Regions from separate parts of the Mus musculus genome. Here all the other regions are linked to region 1. The links are chromatin contacts, called in public HiChIP or PLAC-seq and Micro-C maps. All regions are on one chromosome and are shown on one strand. The core of a region is the stretch at or near the end of the contact, and the rest is flanking DNA. Distances in the headings are between cores, read along the strand shown. Region 1 holds the start of Kank2 (KN motif and ankyrin repeat domains 2). Region 2 holds the start of Elavl3 (ELAV like RNA binding protein 3). Region 3 holds the start of Carm1 (coactivator-associated arginine methyltransferase 1). Region 4 holds the start of Rgl3 (ral guanine nucleotide dissociation stimulator-like 3). Region 5 overlaps Smarca4 (SWI/SNF related, matrix associated, actin dependent regulator of chromatin, subfamily a, member 4).

What was found. Hi-C and Micro-C count contacts between places; a contact is called where the count stands out from the background. HiChIP or PLAC-seq counts read pairs in DNA pulled down with a chosen protein or histone mark.
Region 2: a Micro-C map of embryonic stem cells shows a contact between it and region 1, with 1.9 times the contacts expected there. The contact joins the promoter of Elavl3 here to the promoter of Kank2 in region 1. A contact is called at or near these places in 1 of 39 promoter capture datasets (stem cell-derived epiblast-like cells), 3 of 484 Hi-C or Micro-C datasets (the G1E-ER4 cell line and embryonic stem cells) and 4 of 115 datasets of contacts at active chromatin or transcription factors (embryonic midbrain and embryonic stem cells).
Region 3: an H3K4me3 HiChIP or PLAC-seq map of embryonic stem cells shows a contact between it and region 1, with 8 times the contacts expected there. The contact joins the promoter of Carm1 here to the promoter of Kank2 in region 1. A contact is called at or near these places in 3 of 39 promoter capture datasets (the C10 cell line, fetal liver and stem cell-derived epiblast-like cells), 1 of 15 datasets of contacts at CTCF or cohesin (large pre-B cells), 11 of 484 Hi-C or Micro-C datasets (the HL-1 cell line, brain, cardiomyocytes and 6 more), 11 of 115 datasets of contacts at active chromatin or transcription factors (the 230-238 cell line, the SCID.adh cell line, bone marrow-derived macrophages and 5 more) and 1 of 9 other capture datasets (adipose tissue).
Region 4: a contact with region 1 is called in an H3K27ac HiChIP or PLAC-seq map of microglia, with 4 times the contacts expected there. The contact joins the promoter of Rgl3 here to the promoter of Kank2 in region 1. A contact is called at or near these places in 2 of 115 datasets of contacts at active chromatin or transcription factors (bone marrow-derived macrophages and microglia) and 3 of 9 other capture datasets (adipose tissue, liver and pancreatic islet).
Region 5: a contact with region 1 is called in an H3K27ac HiChIP or PLAC-seq map of DN3 thymocytes, with 5 times the contacts expected there. The contact joins the enhancer-like site here to the promoter of Kank2 in region 1. A contact is called at or near these places in 8 of 39 promoter capture datasets (the 3T3-L1 cell line, the C10 cell line, embryonic stem cells and 4 more), 4 of 484 Hi-C or Micro-C datasets (bone marrow-derived macrophages, embryonic stem cells, group 2 innate lymphoid cells and 1 more), 16 of 115 datasets of contacts at active chromatin or transcription factors (the 230-238 cell line, DN3 thymocytes, the NIH/3T3 cell line and 10 more) and 4 of 9 other capture datasets (adipose tissue, liver, macrophages and 1 more).

What each region holds. Positions count from the first base shown.
Region 1 is chr9:21,796,912-21,800,046 of GRCm38.p6, reverse strand. Kank2 (KN motif and ankyrin repeat domains 2) reads left to right here and starts at 1,501. Exons shown (of 12, transcript NM_145611.4): 1 at 1,501-1,565.
Region 2 is chr9:22,050,398-22,053,532 of GRCm38.p6, reverse strand. Elavl3 (ELAV like RNA binding protein 3) reads left to right here and starts at 1,510. Exons shown (of 7, transcript NM_010487.2): 1 at 1,510-1,943. The coding sequence starts at 1,935.
Region 3 is chr9:21,545,261-21,548,395 of GRCm38.p6, reverse strand. It overlaps Carm1 (coactivator-associated arginine methyltransferase 1), which reads right to left and starts at 1,502. Exons shown (of 16, transcript NM_021531.6): 1 at 1,166-1,502. The coding sequence starts at 1,388. AB124611 (cDNA sequence AB124611) reads right to left here. Exons shown (of 7, transcript NM_001198794.1): 7 at 3,065-3,135.
Region 4 is chr9:21,987,926-21,991,060 of GRCm38.p6, reverse strand. Rgl3 (ral guanine nucleotide dissociation stimulator-like 3) reads left to right here and starts at 1,608. Exons shown (of 19, transcript NM_023622.4): 1 at 1,608-1,696; 2 at 2,102-2,212; 3 at 2,786-3,015. The coding sequence starts at 1,664. Ccdc151 (coiled-coil domain containing 151) reads left to right here. Exons shown (of 13, transcript NM_029939.3): 11 at 104-259; 12 at 580-664; 13 at 817-1,190. The coding sequence ends at 935. Gm36414 (a long non-coding RNA gene) reads right to left here and starts at 1,565. Exons shown (of 2, transcript XR_379185.4): 1 at 1,422-1,565; 2 at 353-475.
Region 5 is chr9:21,650,579-21,653,713 of GRCm38.p6, reverse strand. All of the region lies in intron 13 of Smarca4 (SWI/SNF related, matrix associated, actin dependent regulator of chromatin, subfamily a, member 4), which reads right to left. Among named protein-coding and RNA genes, the nearest start is that of Smarca4, 36 kb to the right of the region's middle. Within about 2 kb of position 1,418, at least 38 of the 459 cell types and tissues checked have an H3K27ac peak or open chromatin away from gene starts, as enhancers often do. A contact at or near this core is called in the 230-238 cell line, DN3 thymocytes, SST interneurons and 2 more, where this site is marked.

The DNA of each region.
Region 1 (3,135 bases), core at 252-2,751:
TGTCCACCTGTGGTGAGGGTTTGCGTGTGCAAGCGTGTGATGTACGAGTATTCCTCAGTCTCTCCACTTTTTGTTTTGTGTTTACTTTGCTTCCCAGCCTGGCCTTGAACTCACAAAGACCCATCCACCTCAGCCTCAGCCTTTTCTACTAAGTGCTGGGATTAAATGGTTTATCATTTTTAATTGTATTTTTTTCTCCTCTTTCTCTCTTTCTGTCTGTCTGTATGTTTGTGGGTGCATGGGTGCCATGACACACATGTGGAGTCAGAGGACAGTTTGCAGAACTCAGTTCTCCCCTTCCACTGTATAGATCGCAGGCATTGAGCTTTCAGGCTTGCAGCAGGCACCTTCGTCTTGACATCTGACGAGCCTCCCCTTGGTCATCCACTTATTTTTTGAGACAGGTCTCATTGAACCTGGAGTTCATAGATGCAGCTAGGTTCACTGGCTGGTAAGCCCCAGCCATAGAGATCTGCCCAGCCCCCAGAATTCGGCTTACAGGTAAACTTGTGGGCCCAACTCTTATGTAGATGCTGGAGTTCGAACTCAGATCCTAGTTCACACCGGCAGGCAGTTTACCCACTGAGACATCCACCTGTCACGTGTGCTAAGCAGAGGCTTCCAGGAAGCTATATTTTTCCTCTTTCCTCCCCTTCCCTTCCTCTCTCTTTCTTTCTTTCTTCCTTTCTTTCTTTCCTGTTGTTTTGTCTTTAGTTTGTTTATTTTGAGACAGTCTCTCCTGGCTCAGAATTACTGGAGTAGAAGGTGACCTCTCTAGTACTTGATCGCCCTGGCTCCACATCTTTCATGTGCTGGGACTACAGGTGTGCAGTCCCGCTGTGAGAGTGGCTTCAGAAAGTCCAGTGCAAACAGAAGTTCATCTCTGGACTAGGGTGTAGTTTAGAGGCAGAGTGATTAGCATTCAGAGTCCTGGGGTCCATCCCCAACCTCACAAAATCAATAAACCACGCCCTGTGATTTGTGTCAGCCCAAGAGTAGTATGAAGGGAATTTTCTGAACACACTTAACAGATGGGTCATGTGATTGACCCCATTTTGCTGATGGGGAAACTGAGGCACAACTTCAATTTCAGGAGATTGGGGTGTGGGTGCTGCAATCTTAGAGTTTGGGTCGGCGGTCACGCCATGGTGCACCCGGCCTGCAGCTGGAAGACTTCCAGCTGCTGGCGGCCAACGGGGGAGGGGTGACCTCCAGTCGCCGCTACCGCACCCGCCCTCGAGCTGGGCTGCGGCCAGCTCCGCCCCCTGCAGCGTCCAGCTGCGAAGGGCGGGCACCAGGCTTGGAGAAGCGGGGACCCTGTCCGGAGGGCTGGTGGCCAGGAGCCGACTGAGACCCTAGGACGTGCTCAGGCCGCAGCGAGAGCGCGTGCACCCCCACGACCACCCTTCAACTTCGCCCCCAGGCCCCGCGGCCGAGGCGCCCGGGAGACTGGAGGGGCGTGGCTTTCTGGTGGGGGCGTGGCTACCGCGCTGGCTCCGCAAGCTTGCGGCGACTGAGGCGGAGCGGGCAGGACGCCTGGGACGGCGGAGGCTCGAGCGTGCCAGGCGAGTGGGACGGAGGGCTGATCGGGGTGGCGTGGGGTCCGGGCTACTCTAGGGGCACTATCAGGATTTCTAACCCACCTCCAACCCGAGGCTACAAGCTCGCACACTCTCTCTTAGCTGGTCCCTCTCAAGTCTTAACATCTGCGCCCAAACTTTGCAAACCGGAGCGTCTGGGTCCCCGCGCTCCTCTCCCCTCCCCAGCCCTGACCTGGGCCCTGCTTCCCTTGCCCCTAGCCCACCTCTATGCCTTTATCATTCCCTGCCTCTCTTCCTCTGCTCCGCCACTCTCGTCTAGCTCTGTCCCCTAACCTTCCCAGGTCCCCGCTCTCGCAGCTCCGGGTGGCCGGACCAGGCCCCTCAGCGGCGGGAAGGCATCCGGGCGTCCGGCCGGGCTGGGCCTGGCTGCTGGGCGGGTGTGGGGATCAGCAGATGTTTGCCATTAGACTGGGACCCCGCAGGCCCCGCCCCCTCCCCGCCCGGGGCGGGGTCCTCCTCACCCCCAACTTTAGGGGCGGAGGGAGCGCGGCAGGAAAACCCCCAGATCCCAGATTCACCCAGGCTGGTGGTGGGGGGGGGTGCACTCTGGGGAGACCCTGTGGCCCTTTCCTGGAAACTCCCACCTGTTGATTCTTCCAGCCTCCTTCCGCCTCTCTCATCCCGGGATCTTGTGGAGAGAGGGGCCTCCTCCGACTCCCGCCACGGAGTTACCAGCCTGAGGTTAGATAACGAGACCCGTAGACCTCCATCGCTCCATCTGGAGAGTAAGATGTATAGGGTCTAGGGGTGCTTTGGGCGAATCTGCCCCGTTTTAGGTTCAAGTCAGAGATCTGCCTGCCTCCGCCTCCCAAGTGCTGGGATTAAAGGCATGTGAGGCTACACTCAGCTTGCAAGATCTTTTTCCAAAAACATAAGCATGGCTGGGGATGGAGAACGTGGGCCTAGCATGTATGAAACCGGGGGTTCCACCCCAGAATGTATGGTGTGGTGTGGTGTAGCCAGCCACGCCAGCACTTATGAGGTGCAGGCTGGAGGATCAGGATTTCAGGGTCATCCCCAGCCACATAGTGAGTTTGAGGCCAGCCTGGGCTACAGGAAACTGCCTTAAATAACCAAACAAAACGGTGTGGTAATTATTCATTATTCATTCCACCTCAGTGCCCCTAGCCCAGGCTACCCCAATTCTGCTCCCTACTTCTGTGTCTCTCTTAAGTCCTCAGAAAATATTTTGGACTAACTTCCTGTCCTTGGAGGTTCTGAGGCTCCAGGCAGATGCAGAGCCAATTTTATCTACAACTGGTAACTGCATTTCAGGTGTTCATGCCAGCAAAGTGAGGGCAGAGACGTGAGGAGACACAAACTGGAGGGACAGAGCTATGGAGGGGAACTAAGCCAGAGGGAAGGACCATCCGAGGCCTGCCTTCATGCCCAGCAGGCGCCCCATCTGATCCACCCTCCCAGGCACCCACTGTCCCAACATCTACAGCCTAGAGTGGCCTGCTCTGGAGGGTGAGATGGGTGGAGGTGTCTGCAGCAAAGCAGCTGCAGGGCAGACAACAGAAAGGACTGACCT
Region 2 (3,135 bases), core at 261-2,760, 250 kb before region 1:
ATTCTGAGGTCTAGAGTACTTGGCACACTTAAAACCAACACAATGTGTGTCCTTCCAAGGATGATAAAGACCACCCTAAACGCTCAATCATTTCCCTCGCCACCACTTTTCCTTTCTTTCTTTTTTCTGTTGCTGTTCTTCTTTGTTTTTTGTTCATTTTGCTACAAGGTCTATGTAGCCTAGGCTGGCCTGGAATTCACTACATAACTGACCCTGACTTTAAGATTCTGACCCTTTTGCCTCAGCACCCCCAGTGTTGTGATTCCAGGCTTGTTTATGTGGTGCTAGGGATCGGATCTGGGGTTTCATGGGCTAGTAACTGAACCAATCCTCAACCCATTTTTTTTTAATTTATTACTATTAGTGTGTGTGCATGTGCGTGTGTGTGTGTGTGTGTGTGTGTGTGTGTGTGTGTGTGTGTGTACCATGTAGAGTTGATTCTCTCTTTCTTTCTTTACATGGGTTCAGGGGATCACACTTCAGGTCGCTACCTAGCATGGTGGCAAATATCTTTCATTCCAACACCTGGGAGAGGCAGATGGATACCTGAGCTGGAGGCCACTCTGACCTATCAAGGACGTTCCAGGACAGTCAGTGCTACACCGAGGAACCCTGTCTCAAAAAACAAACAAACAAACATCAGATTTCCAGGCCTGTATGGCAAGAACCTTTTCTTGCTGAGCTATCTTTCCAGCTTCCTGCAGCCTTCTGTTTTGTTTTATTTTATTTTATTTATTTTTGAGAACCGGTCTTATGTAACCCAGGCTGGCTTTGAACTCTTGATCACTCTGACTATCTTCTAAAGTTAGCCTTACATCGTGCTCACCTTACTTTTGTTTTATGTTTGGTTGGTTGGTTGGTTTGGTTTGGGTTTTTTTGTTGTTGTTGTTGTTTGTTTGTTTAGATTTTCTTTTCTTTGTTCTTTAATTAAAAAAAAAAAAACCCAGGGTCTCCTAAGCAGCACGCAACAGCCTGAAGTTTGCTATGTAGCCCAGATCAGCATAAAGTGCTGTGTAGCCCATGCTAGACTCAAACTACCTTCCTGGCTCACCACACCTAGTATTCTAATATCACCAGAGGCCATGTGGAAACAAAAACTGTTCACTTCGGATCTAGCAGAACGGGTCTGGGTCTGAGTGTTTGCCCTTTCCCAGCCCTCCCAGACATCACCCATGCACCCCTGGTTGTGTTTGGGTCACCAAAGGCTGTTTTTTACCCCTTCAGAGTTAGATGCTGGACTGAAGAGGGGAACCCAATTTGTCGGCAAAGCTAAAGTAATACTCGAGAGTGGTGTCAAGACTAGAGTCAGAGTCCGCAGGCAAGAAAGAGCCAAGATCTGATGCCTCATCCTATTCTCTTTTGGCACGCAGAGTCTAGGCCCGCACTCGCTTCCACCTGCCGCGCCGTCGGGAGCCGGGAGGAGGCGGAGACCCACCGTCTCAGCCAATGAGCGACGCCGGCGCTGGCAGCTGCCTCTATAAAGGGCTGGGGGCGGCGGCAGTGCGACCCAGAGCGCGGAGCGCGCAGCGCGGGCCGGTGGGAGGGAGGGAGGGCGGGCGAGAGGAGAGGACCCATCACCCGGCACGGGACAGGCCGAACTGAGGGCCCGCCGCAGAAGGCAGAGCTGCCGAGATCTCAGTCACAGAAAGAGCGACTTCTTCAGGCCCGGCGGGGCCGCGCTCCGGGCACCCTCCACTGCGTGCCCGCTCCCTCCATCCACCTGCCGCTGGGGGTCTGGCCGTCGAAGCGCGCATCCCCAGGCTCGGGTCAGTTCCCGGCCTTCGAAGGCGCCGCCGCCTCCATCTCCTCCTCTGCAGCGGCCGCAGACGCAGACGCCCGGGCGGGACCCCGGCGTGAGCACCAGGCGCCCCCCTAGGAGTGCACGACCCCCGGAGCCGCCCTCGATACGGACCGCGCCCGCCGGGCACACAAGAATGGTCACTGTAGGTACTCCCTTGTCGCCGCGAGACGAACACGGGAGGGAGGGGCGGAGGCTGGCTCCACGGAAACGCGGGGAGTGGGGGGGTAGGACCAGGCCTAGCTAGGCCTAGGGGAGGGGGGGGGGTAGTACCGCGCCTCGGGCCTGAGAGTGGCCAGAGCTGCATCCGGAGTTTTGGGGAGTGGAGCCTGGTTCGAGAGGCTTTGGAAAGCCAGGCTGTGTACAGGGTGCCCTCAGCCACCCGGTGGTCCTTGTGGCTCCTCACTGGAAGGCTGTGGGGGAGGGGCCGCGGCGGCGGAGGATGCTTCCAGCATCCCAGGCCCAGACCCGCAGGCCGCCCAGGAGGACAAGGGCCACGATCTCCCACTGTTGGTCCGGGTAATGCCACTCGGCCTTCTCTGAGAGCTTTTTGGGGGGGAGGGGAGATGGAGAGGCGGGTGGCGTCGGATCGCGCTGCTCTAAGCCCGAGCCGCACCCGAAAGGCGGGCATCTTCGTCCTCGAACCCCGTCGACCTTGCGGCAAGCGGGGAGGGGAAGAGGAGGGGGCGCCCTGAGGCCTCGCGGCGGCCGCCGTGATCCCTTTGTTTCTCCGCCGGGCCGTAGCCTCGCGCGGGGCCTTGGGGCTGCGGGGGGGGGGGTAGTGCGGGAGGGGGGCTCCCCGTTCCCCGGCCGCTGCCTCCGGGTGAGGGCGTCCGGGGCTGCAGCAGTACTCCATAGGGCCTGCTGCACGCGCCCTCCCCGGTCAGGGCTCCGGGCCGCAGGGTGACCTTGAACGCGCCCGCAAATCGGGCCGCCTGGCCGGCGCACGGTTGCTTTCAGCAGCCTCGGAGCTGGTCAGCTCCCGAACTCACGGCCCCGCCCGACATGCCACGCCCTGTCGTGCCACGCCCATCCAGGCCCCGCCCCTAGGCCCCCTGGACCTGGCCTCAAGCGAGCCCTAGGACCTCCACCCCGCAGCCCGGGCGTGTCCCGGGGCGGGGCTGGCCAGTGCTCACCGCACCCTGGCTCCACCCCCGCCTCCCTGAGCGACTAGCTCCCCGCGCCGCCAAGCGTCCTTTGTCTGGTCCCCGCGCCCAGCCTACCTTTTCCGCTCTTTGGAGATCTCTTCCTGTGTGTCTCTGAACACCAAGTGTTGTTCCCGGCCTCCTTTTCGAGTCGTGGTGTGCACGGTGGGGGTCGGGAAGCTCAGTAGTCCA
Region 3 (3,135 bases), core at 253-2,752, 250 kb after region 1:
GGGGTCTGTAGTCCTAAAGAGCTTCGTTCTTTAGTCTGTGAAATTCCCCTTTCTCTCGTGTGATCAAGGAGACCCCAGCTCTGCCCAAGCCCCCAAAGGTGCCCCACACTTGGGAACCAGACACTTCTTTCTCCTGTGTGTTTCAAAGTCAAGGCAAAGAGAGGAGAATCAGTCTGAACAGACTGCTACACACATTTCCCTTTCCAACAACACCCCATTACCAAGGAGTAGAAAAAAATTCCCACAGGTTAAAATCGATCCCATCTTCCTTGGTGGCCCCTTAAGAGCATCAGTGAACGAAATCCTGGGAGACAAAGACCAGTGAAACACAAGAGCAAATCCATCTGAGGAATCCGTCAGAAGAAAGAGTAGCAAGAGCAAGGAAGAATGAAAGGTGGAACTACAAAGCTGGGGGGGGGGGTGCACTTCGAAAACACACTAGTGATCCCCCCCCTTGTTTTCCCCACTGAAATGTCAGTTTTTGAAGCAGCTTCTGATAATGTCACCAGCTTCTCACGTTCTTAAAAAAGACAGGAGGCGCGTGGCGAGGGAGGTGGCTTGTTACCTCTTGACTTCTAAAGCCGGCCATCAGCCAGCCGGCCTTCCCCTCTTCCACGTTTCCATGGGGGATGGGCTTGGGAATCTCTATCAGGAAGGGCTCTGTCCTAAGTCCCAAAGTTTACCCACCCTGGTGGGTGTGTGGGTGGGGGATCCCGAATCCCAAGTCCTCCACAAGGGCGGCACCCAGTCTTCCCGGTGTTACACACTGAAAACCACTTTTCAAATGTCCGTGTGTGAGGAGGATGTCCCCTGAGATGAGATCCACAAACCACACCCGCTCAAGAGCCCTCCCAATCACTCCCTCTCTCCAGTCCCCTCTACAATCCCCCCAGAATCCTCGGGGCCCCACTTCCTGCCACGCGCCCCCCTACCCCACCCGCTGCAAATCTCAGGCCCGCGACTCTTATTTCCCGCGCCCCTCTTCGGGCTCCAAGGTCCCCACGCACACCCTCTCTGCTATCTCGCCCGCGGGCAGCAGGAGCCGCGTGTACAAGCTCGGCCCGAGTCCCCCCCCCCCCCCAACCCTCCGCCGCCTGCCCCCTCCCCGGGCGCCCGCGCCGCCGGCCTCGTGCGCCGCCGTCCCCAGGGTGTCCCCAGCACTCACGGCTGTAGAGGGCGATGCCCGCCGCGTCTGGTCCGGCGCGCACCTCAAGGCGCAGCGCCTGCTGCTCCGCGTGCCGCTGGATCTCGCCGTTCGCGTCGCCGATAGTGAGGAGGCGGGCGCCCGGGAACACAGACACTGTAGCGCAGGGCCCCGCGCCGCCCGGGCCCGCCACCCCAGCGCTCCCCGCACCCGGCCCCACCGCCGTCGCTGCCGCCGCTGCCATCTTAGGTCCGGCTCCAGGCCCCGCTGCCACCACGGCCACCGCCACCGCCGCACCCGGGCCCAGGCCGCCGCCGCCGCCGCCGCCGCCGCTGCCGCCGCCGCGCAGGCCGAGGCCGAGGCCGAGGCTGGCAGCGCGCCGCCTGCCGGCCACGCGACGCCTCGCCGCCGCCGCCGCCGCCACGGGCCGGCTCGGTGGCGCAGCGCCCCCTCCTGGCGCCTGAGGGAGCCGGGCGAGCGCAAGCACGACGGGGGTGGGGCCGGCCCCACCCCGCGGGAACGGTCGCTGCTTTGTGAGGTGGCTGAGCCTCCCGGGCAGGCCGGGTGAAGGCGCCTACGTTGGGAGGCGGTGCCCCGCAGTATGACACGCCCCCAGGGATGCTAAGCCCCGCCCCGAGGCAGCGTTGTGCGAACCGAGGCGCTTTGTGCCACCGCGCACAGCTCTGGAGAGATGGGCAGGGCATGCGTCGGGAGGCGGTGCTTAGCCTTCCCGGCACGCCCCCGGAATGATCAGGCGGCCCCACCCCCCGCTCCGGGCCGGCGACCGGTGATCCACGGTGATCCACAGCCCTTTGTACCACAGGGCGTTTCAGGAGGCAATGCTTGGCCGCTCGGACACGCCTCTGGGGCCAGACCCACCCACAGGCCGGCAGCGAGCGAACCACCATGCTTTGTGCCACTGTGAGCATAGCTCAAGAAAAGTGGAGAGGCGTGAGTCGGAGAACTAAGAAGAAACGCCTCCTCCAGGGCTGAGCTCCGCCCCTAGGCTGGCGTGCTGCGTACTCCCCCAGTACTCTTGGGGGTGAGGCGTTTGTCAGAAGGAGGCGCTCAGCTACTTTATACACCCGGAGGAGGGCTGGCTCCGCCCCCAGGAGGGACGGTTACTAGCAGAATGCAGACGGTGCTCTGCATCTTTTTGTCAAGGGACGGTGTTCTGATCCACGAAACCCTCCCTCGGAGAGTTCGGGCCCCTCCGGGCCAGTGTCCTGCAAACAACCTCTCCTGAGCTTGAGGAAAGACAAGAACCGTTTCCAAACCCAGGTGATTCGGCCACGCCCCCAAGTTAAGGTTCCGCCCTGTACGTTCCCAGGTAAGCTCCGCCTTGATCCCGTCCCACTGGTAAGAAAAGGCCCTGTGATAGGTGTGCTCTGGTTTGCAGGCTCGCACCCAGCTGGGGCCCCTTCCCATGCTGCTCTGGGATAAAGGCTTTTCAAGCCGCGCTCCAGAGCTTGGCCTTCACAAAGAACTTCAAGGCAGTAACTTTAATTCTTTAGCTTCTCCACTAGGACCTCTCCTTTTCACTAGTTAACTCTCAGGTCCCCCAGTGAACTCACAGTGGCCAGTCACTTGTTCACTTTTGCTGGGCCTCTTAGAACTCTAATTTACGTACCCCCTCCTGGGCCTCCGCAAGACTCACAAAAGACTCAACCCTTTCCCAAGTCATCCCTCCCATCTAATGGTGCAAGCACACAATCTCAGGCAGCCAGGACCCACAAAGTGAAGAGTAAAAACGCACTCTGCTGGGCAGTGGTGGCACACACCTTTAATCCCGATGCTCAGGAGGCAGAGGCTGGCAGTCCTTGAGTTCCAGGCCAGCCTGGTCTACAGAGTGAGTTCTAGGACAGCCAGGACTACACTGAAAAACCCTATCTCAAAACAAACAGAAAACATCCCAAAGTTAGGTGTTATGGCAGTAACTTTAATTCTAGCGATCTGGAGGCAGAGGCAGGTGGATCTATGAGTTTGAGGCT
Region 4 (3,135 bases), core at 359-2,858, 190 kb before region 1:
TAGACACGCACCTCAAAGCTATGAAAGCCCACTTGTTGGGTGAATCGTGTCCCCACCTAGGTGCACGGTATCTCTCAGCTAACTTGGCCCGTCCCCACCACAGGATGATACGGTATTGGCAGGAAAGAAGTTAGACCGGGACTCAGAGGACTACGCTTACAATCTGCTGGTAGTTGTCCAGGAAAAGCTGCTGAAACTGCAGGACCAACTGGAGAGCCAGGACGTGCCTGAGTTGCTGCGACACATAGCAGACCGAGAGGTTCACACACATCCTCCGCGGCCAGTGGGGACCAAGGCAGGGGGTGGGGGTGGGGGTGGGGGAGGGAGGGTCGAAAATCAGAGAGCAGACTGACATAGGAAACAGGTGCTGAATGGGCGTGAGCTTCATAACCAGAGTAGCGAAGCCTGGACTGGGTGGATCTCAGGTGGCAGGGCCTCCGAAACCAGGCAGCGAAGGGTGGGCAGTGATCTCCACCTAGAATCCGGTAGAAACTCAATGTAAGGTGCACGGAGGTGGAACAGAGCCTCACTGCCATCCCACATCTCTCTCCGGCCTCCCCCTACCCCCCCCCCCCGCAGTTCCTGGCCACGCTAGAAGGAAAGCTGCCCCTATACAACACCCGCATCCTTCTGCCCGTCGCCAGTGTCAAGGACAAGTTCTTTGGTCAGTGTGGGCCAAAGGGGGATGAATGGGAGGGGCGCGAGGTGGCCTTAAGTCAAGGCCAAGGAGGAGGTGCATGGTGTGGCGAAGGCTGGGAAGGGAAAAAGAAACGGTCCCTCACCCTCCCCATCACCCACCCCTGCCTCTCTCTGTAGATGAAGAGGAGAGTGAGGATGATGACCGTGATGTGGTGACCCGCGCTGCCTTCAAGCTCCGTTCCCAGAAGTTAATCGAAGCCCGCAGCAAGAAGCGCAATAGGTTGCGCAGATCTTAGACTCGCAGTCAAGTCCTATCGGATGCCTCCGGGACTCTAGGGAGCCCTCCGACCCTCTGGGTCCACCTACGGGTGGTGTGTGTCTGGGAGCCCCGGAGGCTCCTTCAAGGGCTTGGAGGAAGCTCAAGCAGGGAGCACCGCAGGCCAGCAGCGCCCGGAGGAGAGAAAAGGCCGAGCCAGAAGTTCCCACAGTAAATCTCTCGAGGCGGGTTGGTGCCCGCCTCGGAATCGCGCAATAAAGGTCACTGAACAACCCCCTGGGTATTCACCTCTTTTTGACCCTGCACCGCCCCCAAAAGGCTGCCCCCACAAAATGCAGGGCCACAGACACTTCGCGGCTTCTAGCCTGAGATGGCATGGCTTCCATCACCTATGGTACAGATTCAGTGTGCCCTCCTTCTCCTCCAGACATAGGAGACACCCTCGACACCTGGGATTGATCAACCCCAACCTAGTATAAAGCACTTCCCTCCCAGGGACACAGACCTGTTGTCGTGTCCCCTGCACCCATATGTCTGAGTGACAGATTGACCCGCACTTCTGGGAAGGAACGGGACTTCTAGGCTAGCCTGGGTGCGGGGATGGGGTCCGGCTGGGGACCTCTGGAATTGTGGGACCGCCTTGCCCAGCCCCGCCCCACGACTGGACGCTCGGCTGCCCCGCCCCACTGCCCGCTGGCCCTTCCGCTTCACTCAGCGGCGCCAGGGAGCAGGACGGGCACCGGGGCCATGGAGAGGACAGCGGGCAAAGAGCTGGCCCTGGTAAGAGGAAGCTGGGGATCCTCGGACCCCACGTCCCTAGTGTACCCCCAGATTCAGAAACTCCAGGCGACCGCCCCTCGTTTTCTAATCTTTCTGCAAAATGGATGTGCCTTGGAGTCCCCATTTGGGGATTCAGAGTTCCTGACCCCGTGAAGCGGCTAGTTTGGGGGATGGGGACGGGGGTCTGAGGAATCTCAGGAGGAGGTGACAGATTCTTTGTGACATTGGACTCTGGGATATCCCCAAATGATACTCCATCCACTCAAGACCTGGGAGAAGGGTATCCGTGGCGAAGACCTGGGATCCCACCCCGAGTCTTGAATACTCTGTTCGGGAAAGTGGGCCAAACATAAAGGCAGGGGGCTGAAGCCGGAGGGACTTCCCTGAGCCCGCCTCCACATCCAGGCGCCGCTGCAGGACTGGGGCGAGGAGACCGAGGATGGCGCCGTGTACAGCGTCTCCCTGCGGCGGCAGCGCAGCCAGCGCTCGACCCCAGAGAGGTCTGGAGAAGGCCAGGTGAGGAAGGGACTGAGGCGAGCAAGTGAGGGCGGACTCAGCTCAGGGGCCTGGGAGTTGGGAGGAGAGGGGGAAGCTGGAGAGCTGAGGGTGAGCCTCCCTAGAACTACGGGGCCAGGAGGAAGGGCGGAGCTAAGAGGCGACCAGGTGTGTGGAAAGGGCCTGGGGGCGGCCAGGTGACTTGGTTTGAATCCAGGAAACGGGGTGGGGCCAGGTGATAGCGCTCCCCCCAAAGGCGAAACTGACCGGCAGGGTGCAGGAAAGCAGAACGGAGGAGCGGCCAGGTGGTGATGGGTGGGACTCAGGCTTGGCCAGTGAAGCTTGGCTGCAAAACTGCCTGAAGCCTGGGGTGGCGGGGTGAGGAGGGCACAGAGGGAAGTGCTAGAGTAGTGGGGTGTCCTGCGGGGTTGATGTGAGCATTGCATGATTGGTGTATATTTAGGGAGTCTCGGAGTTTCAGAAAAGGACACAGTCACACCCCCCCAAAAAAAGTGCCAGAGATGGGTATAATTGGAAACAAGGTGCTTGGAACGCTCCTCACCTTATTTCATTCACTGCCCCACTCCCCCGCAGACCCCCATCCCGGCTACCGACACCTTCCTTCATTACCGAACCAGCAAGGTGCGGGCGCTGAGGGCCGCCCGACTGGAGCGGCTGGTGCATGAGTTGGTGTCCGGAGACCGCGAGCAGGATCCTGGCTTCGTGCCTGCCTTCCTGGCCACCCACCGGGCCTTTGTACCCACAGCCCGCGTTTTGGGTTTTCTGCTACCCCCGCCACCGCCGCCGCCACCACCTCCTGCTGGGTCAGTCATTTTCAGGAGACCCGCATGTCCCCATCCCCAGAACCCCATCTACCTGCGCACACACACATACACCTCAAATTTAGAACCGAGGTCCTAACGCCCTATAGCTCTGTTCCCATC
Region 5 (3,135 bases), core at 169-2,668, 150 kb after region 1:
AGAAATTGAACTAGGAGGTAAGTCAAAAGTAGCAGTACCCACAGTGAGGAAAACAAGAGTTCCTAGAATGAACTCAGGAATGCTGTCCCTTAGACATCTGCCACTGTGCTGGTTAGCTTGGGACACCTGACAACAACTAGAGTCGTGGTGGGAAAAGATATCAACTGGGGGATATAAGACTGGCCTGTGGCCATGTCTGTGGGGTGGTTTTCTTGATTACTGATTGATGTGGGAAGGCTCAGCCACTGGTCATGACACCGAGGACAGGTGGCATTTGGTGGCTCTGAACATGAGCCTGGAAGCAAGCCAGTAAACAGGAATCTTCTGTGGTCTTGCTTCAGCCCTCCTGAGCTCCCACCCTTAATTTCCTCAGTGATGGGTTGTGGTCTGGGAGTTGGAAGATCAAATAAACCCTTTCCTCCCCAACTTGCTTTAGATCCTGGTGTTTACTGCAGCAACAAAGAATCCTATGACAGCTATAGTCCTGGACGGGGAGGCGTCATAATCCTTCGAAAGAGCTAACTGGGAGATCTCTGAGTTTGAGGACAGTCTGGTCTAAATACCCAGTTTTAAGCCAGCCAGGGCTACATAGAGAGATCCTATCTAAAACAAAAAACAACCAAAGAGCTAAATATATAAGTAAAAAAAAAGGAACTCAGCTGTTCCTGCCTCTCCACATCTGTCAGAGCTATTCCAAGCAGGAGTATCTATAGTGTGTACAGAGCCATTGAGGAGCTGGGCGTCTGCTCAAGTCAATGAACAAGGAACCACAAAGCACAACCAGATTATCTATCCACTTCCTACTCTGACAAAAACGAAAATAATTCACAGACAAGGTGGACACACAGCAAGAAGGATAAATATCAAGACAACTTTGGGTGGATTCTACTAAAAAAATAGACAGATAATCTACAAGGCAAAAGAGACAAACTAAACTATCAGGTAACAAAGGATGTGGTAATAGGTGGCTGAAATCTCATCTGGAACAATCGGCCAACAAGGAAGCTGCAAAAATTCCTTAGTAGGTAAGAACATATACTCCGGCCCTTGCAGAAACACCAAGTCCGCTTCCCAGCCCCCATGCCAAGCAGCTCACAAGGGCCCATAGCCTCAGCTCCAGGGGATGAGCTATCCGCTGTTGGCTTCTGCAGGCACCTGCACTCATGCCTGAAGAGAGACAACCAAGCATACAGAGAAACAAAACAAACCACTATGGTTAGAATCACATGTTCAAACTGCCGAAAGAGGAGAGGGGAACAATCAACCAAGACTGACACATTCAACTAAACTGCTCTCCCAAAATACAAAAGTACCCTAGAAAAAGAGACTGAAGAGCACCTGTTGCGGGCAGACAGACACTGTGAAATTTTTCTAAGAAGGCTGGGGTGTGGTTCAGCGGTAGAGCACCTGCCTGTCTGTATAAAGACCTAGGGCCAATCCCCAGCAAAACTGTGAAAAAGAACCAACCAACCAACCAACCAACCATTACCACACAACACACAAAACCAAAGACATGCTACTGGATAATTTAAATCCCTGGAGGGAAACATCACCTGAAGAGACTACAGTGATGGCTCTAAGGCTAAGAGTGCCTACTACACACTCATGAGAGCTAGTCACGGCAAAAACCTGCAACTCCAGGAATCTGATACCCTCTTCAGGACTCTGCATGCACATACATGCATACATTCAGACACACAATAAAACACATTCTTGGAGAACCCCACAAGAGCATCAGAAATGGCACATATGCCCATGAATGTAAACTGCTATGAAAACACTTTCACTTACTACTTCTATACGAACATCTTCCAAAGGGTTCAGAGTGAATAATGCTTTAATTTCAAGAATACTGTGCTCAATCTCAGCACTCAGGAAGTTGAGGCAGGAGGATCATGGGTTCATAATCACTGGGAGTGTCATATTCCCTGTGGCTGAACCATTAGGTCCCTATCTCAAAAATCCAACTTAGCTGGCAATGGTGGTATACATCTTTAATCCTAGCACTTAAGAGACAGAGGCAGATAGATCTGAGTTCAAGACATGATCTACAGAGTGAGAACAGCTAGGGCTACAGAGAGAAACCCTGTCTTGAAAAACAAACAAGCAAACAAAACCAACTTAAAATTATGAAATGGAGTAAGATGCCTACTGTATCTGTATGATTACAAAGAAATTATTAAATAAATACACAGCTCCAACAAACATTTACAGAAAAGGTTACAGTAAACTTAAAAACAAAACCCAGCACACCAAACCAAACACAACAAAAATCATTTTAATAAAAAAGGCTGTACATGGGAAAGGAAAGGGGAGGGGAGGGGAGGGGAGAGGAGGGGAGGGGAGAGAGAGAAAGAAAAAGAGAAAGAGAAAGAGAAAGAGAAAGAAAGAGAAAAGAGAAAAGAAGGGGGGAGGATAAAGCCACACTTCTGGTTGGAGAATCACCATGTGGTCAAGGCAGCCTGGAAAACAGAGCAAAACCGCCTCAAATGCTCACCTCTGTATATATTCATGCACAGAGAAAAGAAGGAAAATTCAGAAAGAAAACAAATTAATAACCAAAAGCACAGTGGTATTGCAAATGCTACATTATCCTATAGCCCGAGTATGATTTCTGGAGCCTACAGTAAGAGATCTAGATCTGACTCCTGGGAGAAGTTCTCCCATCTCCACATGCACATAGCATACAGGCCTAGTCTCACTCATAGGCATCATATACATGATAACAGATTTTAGAAGAAGTTTTAAAGAGTATTTTATATTTCAGATCAATTGACAACAAAATTAATTAAAATATTAGGATTCTGGGTTTGGATTCCCTTTGTGTGTCATGTATATGTGTGCATACTTTTGCTTTTAATAAAACTTTCCTGAGTGCCAAAAATATACAAGTATAAAACAGTGACTGGAGCTAGGGCTCAGTGGTACAGAGTACTTCTCTTGATTATGTGAGGCCCTATTTCAACCCAGTATCAAAAACAAAAACACTGGAGACAACAAAGGCAGGTGGATTTCTGAGTTCAAGACCTGCCTGTGCTACAAAGTCAGTTCTAAGACAGTGGCTTTACATAATAAACAGAACTTTTCTCGGCAGTGGTGGCGCACACCTTTAATCCCAGCACTTGGGAGGCAGAG